2 separate regions of the Mustela erminea genome follow, and region 2 is linked to region 1. A link is a contact called in public Hi-C data. All regions are on one chromosome and are shown on one strand. The core of a region is the stretch at or near the end of the contact, and the rest is flanking DNA. Distances in the headings are between cores, read along the strand shown. Region 1 holds the start of LONP2 (lon protease homolog 2, peroxisomal). Region 2 holds the start of N4BP1 (NEDD4-binding protein 1).

Region 1 (3,484 bases), core at 922-3,421:
TACATAAAAGAAATTAAAAAGCATCCAAACTCTTGCCAGGATATACTAACAAAATGACTAAAATATGACTAAATCTCCTTTCGAAATTCCCAGTGTACCCATGGGTAATAACCAACATATGCACAGAATGAAAACAAAAAAATCTAACCATGAACACTCTTGCCTCAACCAGCAATCAAATGCCTGGGCACAGAGAGCAAAAAATTGTGGCATAAGTAGAGGCTTAAGGAGTGGGGTCATTATGTTGGGAAACCAGAATTCAATAAAGTTTATCAGAGTTCATGGAAACTTGGAAAGTATCCAATTCCATGCAAGCAATAACCAAAGCAGATCAGTTGGAAGTCAAAATGTTTCCCATGCCTGAGCAATGCAAGGTTTTTACAATGTGGATTAATGAGATAGTATTACTGGTTTTTTTTTGTTGTTGTTTTAGGAAGGGAAGGGAGAGATACCAGTTTCCCTTCTGAATTTGAAGAGTCATAGACTCTCCTTTTAGAAATGCATATAGTCATGAAATTTGGGGTAAGAATAAGGCATTCGAAATCATTCAGTCAGGAATCCCTAACTTTAAAAAAGGGTACCTGGTGGTAAATAATTGCTCTAAACTGAAAGCATCTCAGGAAGAGTTAAGGATAGGAGGCACAGGCTAGGGAGGTGAGTCTAAAAAAAATGGTAACATTTGTTGAGCATATACTGTATCCCAGCATTGCCAATAGAATTACAATGTAAACCACATATGTAATTTTAGTAGCCATACTGGAAAAGCAAAAGTAAAATACTAGTATTTTATTTAACCCTGAACAGCCAAAGTACTACCAGTCCAGTTCCTAATCTATATAAAATTTATTAACCAGCAAAACATTTTACATACTAAATCTTCAATTTCTAGTGTGTGCTGTATACTTACAGCACGTTTGGGCTGACTAATTGCACTGATTTATCTAGGACTAACAGTGTTTCCTGGGAAACAGGACTTCTACAGCTATAACTACTTCAATTCTGGGGAAACCCCGGCAGTTGGTCACTCTAACAACTCAGTTTGGACCGGGCACATGTGACTAGTGGCTACACTACTAGACTACGATCAAGCACAAAGATTATTTCACTTAATTAATTAACACTTAATTAACATACCCAAGAAATGGTTACTGTTAGGTTCCAATAGGCACAGGGTGTCTCATCCAAAGACACACAACTAGGGCCATCGTGTAGGGCAATCTAGTGGTAAGCTTGCAGTGTAAGAAATGTTAACATACGAGAGAAAGAGCAGCTAGGAGGAGATGAGAAAATTCCAGAAAGGGAATACGTGAGCAGGAAGGGAGGGTAAAAGAGAAGGGGCAGGCAGGGAGTTTGGAAGACAGGCACCCCAAAATTAATGAAAAGGGTAGTGCGGATTAGGACGGCACAGGAAAAAGAGAAAACGTGTGGAATAGCAAGTGTCTCACTTAAGAGGGCAGAAAGCTGGAGGAAGGGAAGAAAAGAAAACAAAGAGGAGGCGCCTGGAAAATTCAGAAACTGGGCCAGGAGACTGAAGACCCGGGGCGGGGGCGGGGGTTGGTGGTTAGAACTTAAATCAAAGGAACAGCGCCAGCTAACTGCGGAATTTTCACTACTTCATGAGTTATGCCCCTTAACAGTCACGAGACAGACATCTGTCGCCCCCATTTCACAAAGGAGGTAGCTGAAGAGGCAGAACTGAGCCACGAAGGCCACCCCTCGAGCCTCAACGCCCCGAGGCCGGGCCTGGCCTGGGCCGGGGTCCGGAGAGGAGGCCGCGCCGCCCGCCGCCGCCGCCGCCGCGGGGGCCGCCCGGCCTACCTGTGCAGCGGCGGCAGGTCCTGCGCGTCGCTGGCCGGGTCGGGCGTATTGGGGATCACCCCCAGGATGGTACTCTGCAGCGAAGTGCCCTTAAGCAGGCGGCTCCGCACCAGCTGCAGGTTGCGGGCCGAGTCTACGCTGGTGCGCATGGTGGAGCCGGGCAGGAGCACGCCCTCGTTGGTGAGAAGCAGCGGGAGGCGTCTGGGGATCTGGATGGGGCTCACGGACGACATGGTGACAGCTGTTCGCGCTGGGGAGCCGTCTAACACAGCAGCAGCCACAGCTCTACGCGACCTCTAGAGCCCCGACTAAAGCTCCCAGCCACTGGCGCGCCGGCGCGCTAGCGCTTCCGGCTCCGCTCTACGGCCCGCCCCCGGGCTCAAACTCCGCAGCTTCGCGCTGCCCCCTTCCGGAGCCGCCCCGCAGAGCGCGTGCATTAAGTGGAGGAGAACAGGAGCACTTCAGCACGAGCGCCCTTTCACCCTCCGCGAGGTCTGCCTTTCCATTTTCCCCTGAGGCTCAGCCGCAGGACTGTGTCCTGGAGAGAGGACCATGTTTAAATTTTAATCTACTTGAAATGTTTTTACCTTTCATTCGAACTGATTTTAGATTTACAAAAATATTGCAAAAAGGAGTTCCCACAGTTCAATGATAAAAACCAGAAATTAACATCCCTGTTATCTAACTATAGACCTTGCACAAATTTTGCCAGTTTTCTCACTAATGTCCTTTTTTTTCTGGCCCAGGATCCTACTTTATATTTAGTTGTGATGCCTCCTAAATCATACACATACATATATATATATATATATGTACTTTTAAAGAACATTGGCCCGTTATTTTGTAGAATATCCCTTAATTTGGGTTTATCTGAAGTTTTCTTGGGATGAACATTATAACATTATACATTTTTGGCAGAAAGACTATACAGAAGAGATGTGGCCTTCTTCCTGATACATGATGGTTGAAATTTATTATTAATGATGATTTTGCCCTTGATTACTTGGTAAAGGAGGTATTTGCTGGATTTCCCTACTGTAAGCTGGTATATTTCTTTTTATAAGTAATACATATATTCTAGGGAGTTAATACTACATTTATTACTGGAATTCTGTAAGAAAAAGCTGCATATTTCCTTCATTTATTTACTTAATTTTTTTACTTTATTAAGGGTTCACGGATTTTTTTATGGGTTTTAACGCAATAATATGTATTTTATCACTTGAAATGTTTTAGATTTGGCCATTAATGCTTGTTCACATTGAGACTTGACTTGGGTTTGGCTATAGGTTGAAGATGGAAAATTTTCCCTGTAAAGTCCAGCAACGCTTTCGGAATCCAAGAAGGAGTTGAGTCCATTCAAATTAACAAACAGTCATTAAGAGACTGCTAAGTACAAGGCTCCGGGCTAATTGTGAAGGGGTAAAGAGTATAACACAAGACAAGCTCCTACCCTTGCATATCTCTTGGCCAGGGGGACAGCCCTGTAGACGGTTGAGTCTGATACAGGGCAGGTGGAACTGTGCGCTTCTGTGTATGCTGCAGATAAGGGAGAGGAGAAGGCAGGTATATAAGGCAGTGGTGGAAATAGAGATGCAGGAACTCGAATGCTCCTGCTGAAGGCTCTTTCTCTGACATTATCCCACCACTCACTAAGCAATATTTT
Region 2 (3,694 bases), core at 1,000-3,499, 310 kb before region 1:
AAAGGAAATGCTGACCAGATATGAGTTGACAAGTCTTTTAAATGGGGGGAAAAAACCCCAACAGGTCTATGTCCGGTGATACACCCATCCAGTGACTAATGAACACAATATACATTATACATGTAATGTATCAGCTATCTTTTATGGGTGCGTGTGTATGCACTACTTTTGTTGGCATAGGGCGGGTTTTTGTTGGGGGACGGGAAGGAGCTATTGTGTGTTTTTCAAGGCAACCTCTCCTCACCCTTTACAATTAAGCAATTAAGAATCACTGGCCAGGAAGTCACTGGGAGCAAACAGGAAAGCCTGGGGGGGGGGAAACCTTGTCCAATCACTGAACAATAGCAATTCCTTTTAAGGTGAGTACACCAAGAAGACAGGAAATAACATGTGTTGACTCTAGCTCTGAGTGCAATCTATCAACAAGGCCATGCTCACCACCTGCCTTGTCTAAGCCAGTCTCAGGTCACCTACCTGAGGAGGCAGAGGAAGATTGGAGGAAGACTTCCAGTTGTGTAGATACCAAGGGAAAAGCCCAGGGGAACAGGAAGTTGTTGGTCTCTGAGCCTAAGGTTCTCTTCCCTGTGTTGAGTCATCTCTCACTGGGGCATCAGGGAACCACACCTGCCTAAATTTCTGATACAAATGGAAAACCCCAGCAGCCAGGATCCCTGAGAGGTTTTACCTTGGGTAATCCCTCTTACCAAGACCGTTTACCTTTGGCATTTCCAACTATAACATCTTTAGATCCCCTTCTTTCTCCTTAAGGGGAAATCTACACCGATGGAGGGGGCTCCCAGGCCCACAAGTTCAGCACGGTTGTATAATCCATACAAAGCTTTTCCATGAAAATAGAACCTTAAATGCACTGCTAATTCAGCAATAGTAATAGCTAATACTTAGTGATCATTTACCATGTCCAGGTAGTGCAGTAATTTTCACAACCACAGGAGGCACTATTGTTGCCCTCATTTCACAAATCAGGAATTAAGACACAGAGAAGTTAAGTAATATTCCCATGATCCTTGTCTATCTATCTACTATATCCATGACATTTAGCCCACGGAAAGGAAAACAACATTTTATCTTCCACAATCTCGTTATGAACTCAGAGAATGTAAGATCTGGAAACGTCTTTAAAGATAACTGAGTAAACCCATGATTTTATAGATGAGAAAACAAAGTTGGAGTGGGGTTAGGGCATATTTATTCAAGTACCACAGAAAAAGAGATGCATCCTTAGTCCCCTACTTTTTATACCTCTATTATGATACATTCCCCTTCTTCCCTCCCAGAAGAAATCACTCTTCTGAATTTTTTAACCATTTCTTTGCTCTTCAATTCTCCATATTTATTATTCCCATTTTTTTCTCTTCTTGTTACCATTTTTACCGAAAAAGCAATAGGAAAGAAAAGAAGGAAGAGAATGTAAAGGAAGATGATGGGTGGGGAGAGAGAGAGAGGGTGAAAGAGAAGGGAGGGAGGGTGGGAGGAAGGAAATCTGCCGAGCAATTATTGAGAATCTGGAAGGGATGGAGAAAGGGTGGAAAGGACGGAGAGAAGGTGGAAGGGGAGGAGAGGGGAGGGGAAAGGAGGAGAGGGGAGGAGAGGAGAGGAGAGGAGGAAAGTAGGGAGGGAGGTGGGAAGGGAGAGAGGAAGAGATGGAGAAAGACCATCTGCCTATCAATTACTGAGAAGCTAGAAAACTTCAATTGCTAGAGCCCTAATTTGGGCTTCAAGATGTAGGAAGACAAGCCAAATCTCTTGTGATACTGGGTCAGTCCTATCAGTTGATTCAGAGCTTCAATTTCCCCAACCTTAAAACCAGAGATTCACCATCCATCAAGACGCCCAAAAGCGTTCTGCCCTCACCAAAGAAGGCCGTCCAGGCCCCTCTCCGCAGCCGTCGCCTTGCCCTCAACAAACATGGCTACTGTGCGTGACGTCAAGTTCCGTCGCCTCCGCCCTCCCTCCTTCCCTCGGAGGCGGCGAGCATCAATGACGGCAGTAGGCCGGGCGCATGCGCGGCGGCGGGGCTCGGCCCGCGGCAGCGGCGGCGAAGGGGCGGAGGGGTTCTCTGCCCTCAGTTGCCAAGCTGCGGCGGCCGTGCCGGGATGGTGTAGCTAGGCCTGCGGGAAGGCGGCGGGGCGCGGGCGGGGGCGAGGCGGCCGCGAGGGCCGACGCCTCCTGACGGGCTCCCGTGTAGCGGCAGCACGCTGAGGGGGCGTCGGCGCCGCCGGCCCCCGGCGCCGCCGCGGGAGGCCGCGCCCGCCATGGCGGCCCGGGCGGTGCTGGACGAGTTCACGGCGCCCGCGGAGAAGGCGGCGCTGCTGGAGCGGAGCCGCGGCCGCATCGAGGGCCTGTTTGGCGTGAGCCTGGCGGTGCTTGGCGCGCTCGGGGCCGAAGAACCGCTGCCTGCGCGCATTTGGCTGCAGCTCCGCGGGGCGCAGGAGGCGGTGCACAGCGCCAAGGTGAGTCCCGCTGCCGCCCCCGCGCGCCCGCCTTCCGCGGCCCGGCCCCCGCGGCCTCGGCTCAGCCGAGCTCCCAGGGCGCCCCCACCCCCTTCCTCCCTGCTCTTCGTACTGGGACGCAGCGAACGTGGTGAAGAGCGCAGTCTCCAGAGCCCACGGACCTGCGTTCTCAGCTTTTCGAGCCATGTGACCTTGGGCTAGCGGTTCAGTCCTGGGGCGCCTCAGTTTCCCCATTTGTAAAGTGGCGCTGACGAAAGCACCTCCATCGGAGGGCTGTCGCGAGGATTGGAGTAGATGCTTTTGTAAAGCGCAGAGCTCAGTGACTGGCCTGGGGTGGTGATTCGCGCTGCGAATGTTGCCTGTTATCTTTCCCCTCCCGACCCTCAGGACGGTGCGCAGGGCCTGATACCAGGGCCCACAGCCTCCTTAACGACCACATCAGCCACCCTTCTCTTCCCAGGTCTCCAGTACAGTAGTTCTGAACCTTTTTGGGATTTCAGTCCCTTTTGAGAATCTGACAAAACCATTCTAGTGGTAAAATGCACAGAATATCAAGAAGAGATAGGGATGTTTAATAATAGTGTTAAAAAGAACATTATTCATTGTGTCGATATTATGTTCAACTAACATTTATTTAATGGTTATAGCACATCAGACGTTATGCTAAACACTTCATAAGGATTATCTAATGCAGCTCTTAAAAAATCCAGTGAGGTGGATTTTATTATCTTCCTCTCTGTAAATTAACAGCTGGGGAAACTGAAACTCTGCAAGTGGTGACTCACCTTCTCTCAGAATCAGCGTTTCAGGCTTATACCTACGCAGCACCTTCAACTATTGCCCTTCCTTCCCGAGCCAAGAAACAGTAACAAAGCACATACCCCCCTTTCCCAGGTATGCAAGTTTCTCTAGGTTTTGCCGTCCATTGCGTGGAGGCTCCAGGATTCAGACTTAGAGCCCTTGTTCTTGATACCTGGCTCCCAAATGATGAGCCCTCTGGCCGGGAAGAAAATGGATCTTTTTTTGGCATCCGACTTCAGAAATTTCACAGTGTCCTTGGAGAATTGGACAAGCTGTAATTCCTGACTCCCTTTGATAAGAAAAAAAAAAAAAAAGCCTGGGTGCTGTTTGTTTTAATATCTTCAGAAGAGATAGGACTCTGATTCTTCTCCACAGCATAACTTAAAACATTGTAGATGTTCCATCAGTTTTACTTTGCTGTA

What was found. A called contact is a pair of places that touch in the nucleus more often than the background predicts.
Region 2: a Hi-C map of fibroblasts shows a contact between it and region 1, with 3 times the contacts expected there. The contact joins the promoter of N4BP1 here to the promoter of LONP2 in region 1. A contact is called at or near these places in 2 of 3 Hi-C or Micro-C datasets (fibroblasts and spleen).

What each region holds. Positions count from the first base shown.
Region 1 is chr19:26,517,959-26,521,442 of mMusErm1.Pri, reverse strand. LONP2 (lon protease homolog 2, peroxisomal) reads right to left here and starts at 2,171. Exons shown (of 15, transcript XM_032326514.1): 1 at 1,819-2,171. The coding sequence starts at 2,051. All of the region lies in intron 1 of ABCC11 (ATP-binding cassette sub-family C member 11), which reads left to right.
Region 2 is chr19:26,826,239-26,829,932 of mMusErm1.Pri, reverse strand. N4BP1 (NEDD4-binding protein 1) reads left to right here and starts at 2,249. Exons shown (of 6, transcript XM_032323202.1): 1 at 2,249-2,471. The coding sequence starts at 2,274.